3 separate regions of the Anas platyrhynchos genome follow, and regions 2 and 3 are each linked to region 1. Evidence: chromatin contacts called from public Hi-C data. All regions are on one chromosome and are shown on one strand. The core of a region is the stretch at or near the end of the contact, and the rest is flanking DNA. Distances in the headings are between cores, read along the strand shown.

Region 1 (3,845 bases), core at 421-2,920:
ATCACTATAACTGCTAGTTTGCCAGACTCCAACTGGACTGGAATGGGGTTCACAAAAAAAAAATCCTATGAGGTGCTATCTAGATATCTGAAACTTTTTCCTTTACTTTCCTGTGTGGAAAGGTTGTTAGCATCCTCTGGTAGCCCAGATGTTAGAAACAGCCCTGCAGGAAATTACAGTGTGCTACAGCAACCTACCCAAGCGAACCATTGTTCTTGTGCTGGCACACCTGACACACAGTGCCCGGCTGCTTGCTCAGAGCACACTGCTAGTATGGCTGGGAGAGATGAGGCTGAGCAAAATCTGCATGAATGCTCGCACCCATAGGGGTGTGCGAGTAGGTGGGATGGACAGGTTCTTTCCATGCAGGATCGTGGCAAGTGTTGTATTCACTGGCATGAGATTCCACCAGAGGTACAAAACATACAGATGGGCATCCTTTGGTATATCCAAGGTTTCACTTGACAGCTGCTGCTGAACAAAATGAATAAAATTCAGCCAGGTCATCCTGTCATGCCATTGGTGCCAGGTATTTACAGCTGATACTTTACCAGCAAGAGAAGAATCGTGTACAGGAACATAAGATCATTTTGCTAGGATTTCCATCTTTAAGCAGTAAAAATCTAGGTCTTAGTTCCTTAGAGCATCCAGCTGGTGGTGCTAGATAGTAACTACAAAGGACACTTTTTCAGTATTTTAAATGCTTGGAATATAAAATGTTTGGATAAAGGCATCTTTACAGTTATTTCTTAGATTTTTTAACTACTGTCCTCTCTTTCAGTGAAAATAGCAAGTCACCTTGTAAAAGTAAGCTGTTGTATGTTTATGCCTCACACAAAGTGGCATAAAAGTGTCTCCCTTATCCACTTTCATTTAGTTGAGAGCTCATTCTGTGCATGAGGTGTAAAACAAGTATATAAAAGATGTGTATAGATACATGTAGGTGATAATATGTGAGATGATCAGGCCCAGGACATTTTGCTCTGCTGTAAGATGTTTATTACTTCATAAATCATGGTAAACCTTAAGAACACATACATCTGTTTTCTTGGGTGGTGACCATCTTTCATACCTGCCATTCATATAACTTACATGATCCGATGTCCAGGATCTTTTACACATTTATTATGGCTATTGATGAGTCAGCTTATGACCTTCTTTTTCTGTGAAGTCCAGTAGTTAAAAGTATTTAGCTTGGAAGAAGATACCTGCTTTCAAATTTAAAAAGGGGAGGGTTGGGAGGGGGAAGGGGGGAGGGGGGGGGGGAAGGAACGCTGTGTTATGTTTCCTTGGCCTAACAGTGACCTATAAAATGTGCTGGTGAGAACAGAAAATGTAATGTGCCAATGACTGCAGCAGTGGTTTGTTTTCATTCTTTTTGATATTTGATTATAAAGGTTAAAGCAGGGGAAAGGGAACGCTAACCTGAAGTGCTAGCTTTCCTGTGGCTCCCTGCCATGTAAGTTGGTGCTGATTTGAAGGGGTCAGATTCTTTGTTGGCAGACAGGAGGCAGTGAGGAATAAACCTTATCCTTTCAGGACAGTCAGATTTTATAACAAGGTCACAGGTTTGGTCATTTTAGGAAGATTTTTTGCCCTGTTCTAGAGAGTGCCCTTGGTCTCCATGGGCCTCCTGCTTCTCACTGAGAGATTGCAACAGACAGCTGCTTGCTTAACACATGGGTTTTGCTGAGATAGGCTGAGCAGAGGGCAGAGTGCAAGTACGACCAGTCCAGTCAGGGCAGGAAAAGTGTCAGAAAGGTGAGTCAGGCAGAGAGAGGCACGTGGGGAATGGCACTGCTAACTCAAGCTTCCTCAGCTTGGCCTCCAGAACTGATGGACTCGTGACCATTGCAACTCACCCAGGCACCATGACGGGCATTTTTCAGAGCGCAGAAGTCAGATCTTTGGCCACTGAAAGCAAGCAAGTAGAAGGTATTTGCTGAATGAGCACTGAAAGCAAGCTGGCTTCAGAGACATCTGCTTACAGTTTTAACTTTTCCGCTTTCAAAAGAACACCTTCATTTGGCTTCAGGGATGAAGGCACTTTCATATGTATATTTATATTAAAATGCTTATGTGAGAAGGAATATTAACTATACTGTTGAGGAAAAAATTCTAGTCTCTAGTACAGTAAAATCAGTCATTGAGATTGGTTAGTTCAATATTTTTAAAATATACTGTGCAGTAGAAATCTGAGAGGAACAGCTCTGTTCTGAGATGTTGTGTCCAACAGGTATGACTTTGTGCACTTTTGCTTTGCTGAAGTATGCCGCGTGAAGTCTCCTGAAGTATTCCCCATGCAGCTGTGGAGGCTGATGGTTTACTCAAACCCATTAAGAAAATTAAATCCTCTTCAAAGAATTATGTCCAATCATTCTGCAAATGTTTTGAAACACAACGGCTGCGCTCTGCCCTTAGTCGCTCTTGTGAAATCCAGCTGCAGTGAATGGAGGCTATGTGTGAGGACAGGTCTGGACCACAGCCTGTTCAACCTGGGTGGGCAGTTACGGCTTGTGTTTGCAGCATGTCTTCAGGGAAGCAGGGAGTCCATTTAAAATCCCCACTGTACCCATCATTTTCATCTCCACAGTACCTTGAATCTGCCTTACAGGAACGGCTTGGGATGCAGCAGCAGAAGAAATATGGGACACAAACCACCATCATTTATACGCACATAAATGAACGTTTGAAGTAAATGATCTAAAAAAACAACCACCGGTTAAGCTCTGGTTGCTCACATCTGGGTTGCATGGCTACAGCTAAGAACAGAATGTGGCTGATCATTCTTACGTGTATCTACAGTCATTAACCATTCAATGACATCAAGAGGATAAATTGTGCCATTGATGGAATTTCTCAGGCTATGTACATGCTACCTTTCCTTCTGGGAGTTTAGTTAAATGGGGCTTTCCCTGTCCTTCAGGCAAGCAAATTGCTTTATTTTTCCTTTTGATCTCTCAGGAGTCTGTTTTTTAGCCTGCTTGTCTTACCTTAATTCCTTTTGATAAAAGATCCCTTTTATCATGCATGCTAAAATTGTTGGATGGGCCTAGTTGACATACCATGATTAAATTAAATAAGCAGTGTGTGTAAATACAAACTTTTAAAATGTCATGTATCACTTCATTTTTCTCTAGATCTTAACACTAGATTTCACAATATCATGAGTATCATGATTGTTAATTTATTATTATTTTTTTCAAGATTAATGTTATTGATGCTTAATATTTAAAATGGCTTTCAAGTGAAGGTTTCTTCAAAACCTTGAATTTTGAAGCAGACATCTGTAAGGGGGGAGGGGGGGGGACACACACAAATTCTTTTTATTTACCAGTGGTGAAATCAATATACAAACACAGAAGACAGCTCTAGCTGTGAATTTGCTGCAGAAGCTACCCTCTGATTACAGGGACATGCTGTTGTAAAGTGGTTTGCATTTCCTAATGTCACTTTTACAGGCTTCAAATCACTGCAGCCTATAAAAAAGGAGTTTACCATTATGCAACAGTTAAAAATGAACAATTTTTACACTTAATTTTTACACTTAATATTTACACTTAATTTTTGTATAGGTAGGAATTTATGAACAACAACAACAACAAAAAAATCACACTCCAGTCTTGCCTGGTGTTTCTTCCAACTGTATCTCAATTTTCATTGTACATTGACCTACAAAAATAGCACTAAATGCTATTTCAGTGTTTTGTTTTGTTTTCTGGTCTTGTTTTCTTCATAATCGAAAAGTAAAAATGTATGCAATAACTAGCCTTTGTTTCTCATGTATAAACTGAGCAAACCAGATGCCAGGTTCAAATAGTAGATTTTCTCCTCTTAGATTTCTT
Region 2 (3,845 bases), core at 708-3,207, 100 kb after region 1:
TGCGTTCTGAAATGCCCTGAATTCTGCATCAATATTTATGATTTTTGAAGTATGACATGTTTGCAGATGAGTTGATTTTTTTTTCCTAGAAGATCGTATCAGTGAAGATCAGAAGACATTATGTATTAAGGCTTGAGCCAAGTATACATATTAGTCATAAATATTTCCGCAAGCCTCTTTCCTTTTCTTCATGATCTGTGTTAACATAAAAAGAACAGAAGCTTTGATCTCATCTCATCAGGTGGTGGGCTCCAAACTCATTTGAAATGACTGGAATTTCCAATATGTTCTTCTGAAATGTGAAATTACAAAGAAATTTGCATGCTACTATGTTCTTGCATTTGCTCTTTCAGTATTTGTTCTGCAGGAAATAATTCATATTTTATTCTAAGGTTTTTGGTGTTTGGAATCTTTGTGTAAAGAAAAGTATTATTTTAGCAGGCATTAAATTGCTGATCACTACAGAGACTTACACCATTGAGGCTGCACTCTGAATTTGCAATTATTACATGCATTAATATACCAGACTAACACAAATTGTTCTGATAAAATATACAATTGATCTAAAATTTATAGACAATCTTACCACAGTAGTGTTGCTGTGTTTTGTTGTTGTTGTTTTTTTTTTTAAGCAAATTTCCATAAATATAAAAATACAGTATATGTAATAGGTTTTCAGTTAGTTGCCTTTTCTGTTATCTCTGTATTCATTTTTGCATAGTTTGTATTAGTGTTAACACACACCATCCTGGATGCATTCAAAAGTTGTGTTCTTTGGGCTCTGTCTTGCTTTGTTCTTCAAGCTCCCTGGTTATATTTTGTTCCTGAATTCAGAAGTGTCTGTTCATCAAGTAAGTAATGGATGCTTTGAAAAAGTGCTTTGCTGTTGAAGAACGTGTGTAGGTTCTGGGCTGGGCTCACAGGGGGAGAGGAGAAGATGCACTGCTGCTGTGGGGACAGGAGGAGAGGGTGGTGGAAAAGCCCATCCCTAGGCCCTGGGGAAGAAGGGGCAGCACAAAAGCATTTGCAGGTAACGGTGATTGGAAGCCAGTCAGGTAATCTGGCCCCGCTTCTGCTGAGAAGCACCTCCACAGAAACAGGAAAGCAGGCTGGCTTTGTTTTTTGCCATTTGTTAGATGCCATAACATGGAATTGAATTCTATAGACAAATGAAACAAGCTCAAGTAAAAAGGAATAGACAGGTGGGAAGAACTGAAACCTGTGAAATGTCAGACATGTCTCTTACTGAAGTCCTTTTTCAAGGACAGAAGTTTAGGTGGTGGTTTTCCTGGGTGTGATGAAAAATCAAAGTTTGATAAATAGAGGACACGAGTTTGGGGGTGCTGTTAGAAGCCCTATAGCCCTCTAGGGTGGATCTGAAATACCTCAATGGTATGTGTCTGGTTTTGAGCTCTAATGCAGGCAATGCTCTCATTCAGCCTTGCATGTTTTGAAGCAGAGGCAACAGGGCTCAGCTGAGGTTATAATAGGTTTGAGCTGGCGTTTTGCTCCAGTGTGGGCTGGTAGCCAGCATATTACAGCAAGATGAAGGCCTGAGCAAGCTGAAGGTGTCATAGTTTGTTGTGTTCTCATCTCAAAGTCCCACGTGGGCTGGGCTTCCCTGGTGACTATTTTTTTCTCTATCTCATCCCTGTGCTTGCTTAGTTCATTTCAATTGTGCTTCCACAGTACTGAAGACACCTTCCTTCTGCCCCTGCAGCTTGCTTAAAGCACTGATGTATTCTAAGCAGGATCCATAAATAATTTTGGGGGGTATATTATACAGTAAGAAGCTAGAGAGGCAGTAATGTGTGCTGGGTGTGCTACAAATCAATTTGTGGTCTGCTGACTGAATTTCTTAATGTCAGTTTTTGGTGCCAACTGGTATTTGCTTTCACCATTGGAGCTGCCTACTTTTATGAGTAACTCCACTTCAAAATTATTTATTCATGTCATTGCCTTAGTCAGCAGCTCTATACAAGGCCAGGCAGAGTCCTCACATCCTGTGGATGAATTATAGGGTGACATAGTTATTTAATGGCAGGCTAAAAGCCTCAGGATTGCCAGCAAGCTAGGCTGAGGTCCTAAGGGGGGGAGGGAGGGGGAGCACTGAGCAAGCTGAGATGGGGTGCTTTTTGCAGGAGGGGTGGGCAAATGCAGGTTACTTCTTCAGTGAAGGGTTTTATCTGTTAGCTTTGTGCTTCAGTGAGAGAAAGGACTCTTCCCTGAGCACTACTGCCCTGGCTTTGGAAGGGCTGGCAACCAGGTGGCAAGGTGATGCAGCTGAGCTTGCCCAAACCTTGTCCCTGTCACAAGAGTGCAGCAGTAGCTCGTGCTTTTGGGCACAATAACAGCAGCAGCACCTGGGATTTTGGTGCCTTTCATCTGAAGGTTTGAAAGCCCTTTGCCATTACTGAATTGCTGTGACAGCTCTGGGTAAGTACTGCTCCTGTTCCACTGGCTTCAGTGAGTCACAAATGCGTGATGTGGCAGAGGTGCCAATACATCATATCCCAAATGCAGGTTGTGACGGCTGATTCCAGTAGGTTTCCTCCTTCCTCCCCCCAAACAAGGTTCTCATGCAGATTCGCAACATGGGCAGGGTTCTAAGATATCACTGCTCTGGATGTGAGCATTCAGGGCAATCACGAGGTGTTTTCTGGACCAGGCTCCCTGTAGGAGCTTTTTTGCTGGTTGCAAACTGGGAGTTCTGTGCCCCCAGAGGAGAGGTTGATACCATTTAAAAGTTTTTCTGTCTGTTTCTGTATTTTGTTTTTTATCTGCCTTCAGGGATGTTTCCCAAGTTTGTATAAGTTGATATATTTATACTTCGGTTAGCTCAGCAAGGCTTACTTCCCCTTTCTGCTTGTGCATGACTCTCATTTGGTCTGGCTTGTTTTAGCTGAGAAATACCATCGTATCTTGCTTAAAAATGAATTTCCCTCTCACAATTTAAGACCAAATGAAGGTGAGGAGGGCGGGTAAACATGAACACTTTCAGTTGTTTATGACACAAAAGCATTGACTCGATTTGCTGGCTGCTGCAGCTGGCTTGGTTTGGATTTTTTTTTCAGATGGGTTCAGTGGGACATCTGACCATTTTTGTCCAACACAGGCGGAGGCACATGCAAAGCAGCAGCTCTGAAGCAAAGCCAATAAAACTTAGCAGCCAGCTGGTGGCTGAGGAATCTGGCCCCATGCTGTCTGTGGGGAGGAGGTTGTTATTTGGGCTTTGTGCTGCTGTGAGTGTCACATTTATGTGCCCCCTGTCCTTAGGGAGAGGGAATGGCCTGTCCAGCCCAGCTACCCACAGCGGGTACTTGGCTCTGCCCAAATTTGGCTGGACCCTGAGCCCCTGTCATCTCCTTGTCAGGTTGCAGTAACATGTTCTGCCTGGTGCTAGTTTGACAGGTGGCTCAGGAGCAACAGCTCATGCAGAGAGGGAGGCTGCCCTGTCAGATGGGACGTGCTACTGTAACTGCTGCTGCTGCCAGTCTATTGGCCCTGGTTTTGTTGGTGGGGGCACTCAGATGCTGGAGTGATTGACACCTTAATAAATGATAGTCACAGAGGGTGCGGATGGCCCCTCTGGAAGGGGCTTCTCCTCTGCCCCGTGTGTGGTGGCGCATAGTTCCCAATAGGTTTCTGCAGGGGCTCTGTATGTGGGCCTGTCACAGGGCTGATGTGTTTCCCTCAGCGAAGCAAGACTGCAGTTTCACCAGTAGCTGGCATAAAATGGCAACAGTTGTCTGTGCCTCTCTGCAGAGCTGAACTGACGCAACATGGTTGAGACACCAGCACGTAACTCAGTACCCTCACCACATGGAAATCACTGCTGTGTTGGC
Region 3 (3,845 bases), core at 501-3,000, 75 kb after region 1:
ATGAAAACTTATTGACATGCCCTGTTTATGTCCCTGTATGAAACACATCCATGCCTGTACATGTTGTAATTAAAGACTACAGGGCTTTGAAGGGGTATGGAGGCTGGAATTAATACTGTCTGACATAGGATTGCGTGCAGTGGGAGTATTGTTTTTGTATTTCTGAATGGATTATAACTTCAAAAGTTTTGTATGATTTAATTTAAAAGTTACTGTAATGAAATTATTCAGTAATAAACTTTCACCCTCTGTCTATTCATTAACTTGGGCCTCTGCTGAAGGGAGACCTTAAGGAGGGGCTTTGCTTTCACAGCCAAACCTATCTTCATTTTAACTTCATTTTAAATGGGGAGTGTCTGCAAAACTTGGCTCTGATGCAGCAGTGTCTCTCTGAGACTGCTCTAATCCAACTGATGCAGATTAACCAACATGAGTTAGACAGCAGCCCATACTCCTCCACCAGAATGAATTTAACTTCCGTGTTTTCTGAAATACAACTTAATGCAAAACTGTTCCAGGTTTTGAGTTTCCTGGGATATGTAGAAAATAAATTAGTTGTTTTTGTTGTTGGTGGTGGGTGGGTGGTTGGTTGGTGGTGGTTGTCTTTTTTTTGTTTCTTTCACTCAGTATTTACAAGTGCAAATACTCTTTAATTTTTGCCTGCAGAAATACAATTTTTCTACTTGTTTCTGTGGTTGGTGTCCTTACAGGTGTACATGTATGTACTACATGTCTCAATGTTTTTAATACATTGCTTTTTAAATTTGTTGCTATCCTACCTTTTCAGTTGTAGTAGAAATGTGGATTGATTTTTTTTGTTGTGTTTTGTTCTTCTCAGTCGTCTGAAAAAGTACTTGAGAATTTCCAGATATTTCCTAGAGTTAATTTACATCTCAAATTTTTTCCATCCCCAAACATATTTTCAAAACCAGTGGACAGTCAGCTGCCCAGTAACCTCATATATCCTTGCGAGGAAATAACTCTTCCCTGCCACCCACATACACACAAAACAAAGTGACATGTTTCCCAGCTAACCAAGCAGTGAGAAACTAAATAGGCAAAATAAACATTGCATTTTCTTGTGGGTGACTTCTTTAGAAGAAAAACTTTTTTTTTTTTTTTGTGACCACAATATTGTTATTTTTCTCTCAGTTATTTGCAGAAGTAAATAGACTTCTGGTAGTGGGGAAAGCTTTCCATTACTAAGGCATACAGCCCTCTGACTAACCTCCTGTCATGAAATATGCCTTGTCTCATAACAGGAGGTGTAGTTCTTGGCACTACATGAAAGCATGAGGTGATTTGCCTGATGGGCCCCTTTGGTTTCACACCAAAGGGGCTTGTTTGAAAGGAGAAGGGGAAGCAATATTTTGCAAATCAGCTTGGGGAGTGAGACTATCAAGGCCGCTTACTTTATATGAGGATTTGCAGCCTCGTCATGGGCGGGACATGAAGCTTGGCAAGAAGTACACTGCTCAAGTTGGGACAGAGATTTGCAAAGGCCATAACCGTCAGAAACTATCTGGGAAACGAGGCTCCTTGGAAAGCAACTGCTTGAGTTAAAGTGTGGCTGTGGTGTTGTGGTTCTTTGCCCTGCAGAGAGTGGTGTTGAGCGTTGTCCAGGTATGATAGTAGGAGAGCATTTGTGTATTGTGAAAAGTCCAAACCCACATGGGGTAACATAGTGTCATGTGTCGCTTACTGAACTCTCTGCACCATACAGTTTGTTCTTTTATCTGGCTAGACAGGGGATCCTTATCTGCGTGCTGCTGGTGAAAGACCGGGAAGCAGAGGCTGGAGCTGGTATGGCAGTAGCCTCTGCAGGTCTTGGTGATGTTTTCCATTTTCCTACTGGTGTCAGCAGAGTTTGCGAGGAACTGAGATTTCCTGTGCTCCAGACTAAGAAATGAATCAAGGTGTTTACACAACAAAGGGCACAATCCTCTTTCTTGGAGTTCTGCTAGGCAATTAAATTGCTTTGTTTTTCACTTCTTTGTAAGTAAGTTAATAAAAGTCTTTTTATGTTGCTTCTGAAAGGCAACATCTGGTTTACTTCATTCACTTAGACAAACTCTGCTTTTATGTGGTACAGATTATTATGCAGAATACATTGTGCTGTTCTGCTGTTCACTTTTTCTTGGTAGACTAATGATTATAGGTAGTGTAAAACTGGATTACTGAGAGCTGGTGCTTGAAAGGCAGTATACCAAAGCATACAAAGTAATCAAAATATTGTCCTCTGATTCTTTCAGTGCTTGCCCAAAATATGTTTGAGATTACTTCTATTCACTGCACAATGATTTATTATAAATGTGTATATGTAAAAAGAAAGCCTGTATTCTTTGATCTTTGTCTCCTTATTCTTTTTTGTTTGTTTGTTTTAATTCGCTGAGCAATCATTGAGCTGCAATGTGGGCAAATTCAAATAAGTGGAATGTGGTTTATTGTTCATAAAATATAAACTAACATGACATTTACAAGACAAAAAGCCCCCATGTCATAACTACACAAATTGTGCTGTCCCTTAAAGACTGAATTTAATGAGAAAAGACACAAATTTTTAAGTATCGACTATTTTGCAAGTTCATGCAAACTGAGTGAGAAATATTGTTTGTGTAATTTCCAGTAAAATGACAGCATACATGCATAGCTTCATGTATAGCTTGAGCACAAAATAGGCTGTTTGCTTGCTTAAGTACTACTGTGTAAAACCAGAGTTGGGAAGGAGAACCCTGCAAGGGAGATGGATAACATATTTCTGAAATTGTTGAGGCAGAGAACAATTGCTCCAAAAAAAGGGACACATTTGCACTATGAAAACATGGTCTGCATGCAGTTGAAAAAGATGCAGAGCTATAGTGGAAGAGTGAGTCGTCTTGGATTGCCATATTTATCTGGAAACCAATGTAGTGTAGATTAAAATTCACAGAATAACTGATGCTCAAATGCCTTTTTCTTCAAGTGTGTGCTAATGCTTTATGAGTTACAAAGTCATCAATACTTAAGGAGGAATAGGCAAACACAAGGCTTGCAGGTCCTCTGTTAAACAAAGTGTAGGATTTTCCCTAGCAGAGCCCAGTAGGAGCTCCCAGTCAGGGCTGCTGTTACATACATGACTACTGCCAGCAGGGCTTCTTGTGCAAGGAGCAATCCTCCTGAGCTGGGGGACCTAATGAGGGGTGCACTGGCACTGCTTACCCATGGTCATGGTATTTAACAGAGGCCAGACCACAAGACCACACTTGCCTGCTTGTGGAGCTAATGCCTGGGGAAGAAAGGATTGAATAATTTTGGTAGCTGTTAGAGTAATGCATATACTTAGTTTTGCTTTACTGTTTCAGGTTGAAGGGAAAACAGAAGAAAATGAGACTAACAAAAGACGTCGAAAAGGTCTTTTTGGTGCCTTTGAGGAGGTTAGTGCTGAGCCTGAGCTGTGTCAACACATAACCAGTTCTTTGATAAGCACCAGTGCTGAGGAGGCAGCAGAAGTTGGGGGACTGGGGCTTGGTCTCTTGTGCTTGGTAGGAACAAAAAGTCTGTCACCTTCAAACTTTGAATGCACTGTTCTCTGTGTGGAAAACAAGCTAAACTTACTGAAATCATTTTGCAGAGATAAGAGCATTATGTCAGTCACACCAGTTTTCTTTCTGACCCAAGAATGTTTAAGGTATAGGTGTGTTTGTTTTATTCCTCCCAACTCAATTATTTGAACAATTTCTGTTTAAAGAGTTTGTATTTTCTGATACGCTCTCTCTGATTTAGTTACCTTTTTGACTCTCTGCTTTGTCATCCCTAGTACTGATGCGTGTTCCCTTTTTACTGTGCTCTGGGGCCAAAGAAAATAT

What was found. Hi-C and Micro-C count contacts between places; a contact is called where the count stands out from the background.
Region 2: a Hi-C map of skeletal muscle shows a contact between it and region 1, with 1.7 times the contacts expected there. The contact joins two enhancer-like sites. A contact is called at or near these places in 3 of 8 Hi-C or Micro-C datasets (liver, skeletal muscle and subcutaneous adipose tissue).
Region 3: a contact with region 1 is called in a Hi-C map of liver, with 2.0 times the contacts expected there. The contact joins two enhancer-like sites. A contact is called at or near these places in 2 of 8 Hi-C or Micro-C datasets (liver and subcutaneous adipose tissue).

What each region holds. Positions count from the first base shown.
Region 1 is chr5:65,926,836-65,930,680 of IASCAAS_PekinDuck_T2T, forward strand. It overlaps a transcript of MICAL2 not described here. Among named protein-coding and RNA genes, the nearest start is that of MICAL2, 18 kb to the right of the region's middle. Within about 2 kb of position 1,671, at least 7 of the 8 cell types and tissues checked have an H3K27ac peak or open chromatin away from gene starts, as enhancers often do.
Region 2 is chr5:66,027,019-66,030,863 of IASCAAS_PekinDuck_T2T, forward strand. All of the region lies in intron 25 of MICAL2 (microtubule associated monooxygenase, calponin and LIM domain containing 2), which reads left to right. Among named protein-coding and RNA genes, the nearest start is that of PARVA, 47 kb to the right of the region's middle. Within about 2 kb of position 1,958, at least 1 of the 8 cell types and tissues checked has an H3K27ac peak or open chromatin away from gene starts, as enhancers often do.
Region 3 is chr5:66,001,466-66,005,310 of IASCAAS_PekinDuck_T2T, forward strand. MICAL2 (microtubule associated monooxygenase, calponin and LIM domain containing 2) reads left to right here. Exons shown (of 36, transcript XM_072039424.1): 16 at 3,342-3,413. Among named protein-coding and RNA genes, the nearest start is that of MICAL2, 57 kb to the left of the region's middle. Within about 2 kb of position 1,751, at least 3 of the 8 cell types and tissues checked have an H3K27ac peak or open chromatin away from gene starts, as enhancers often do.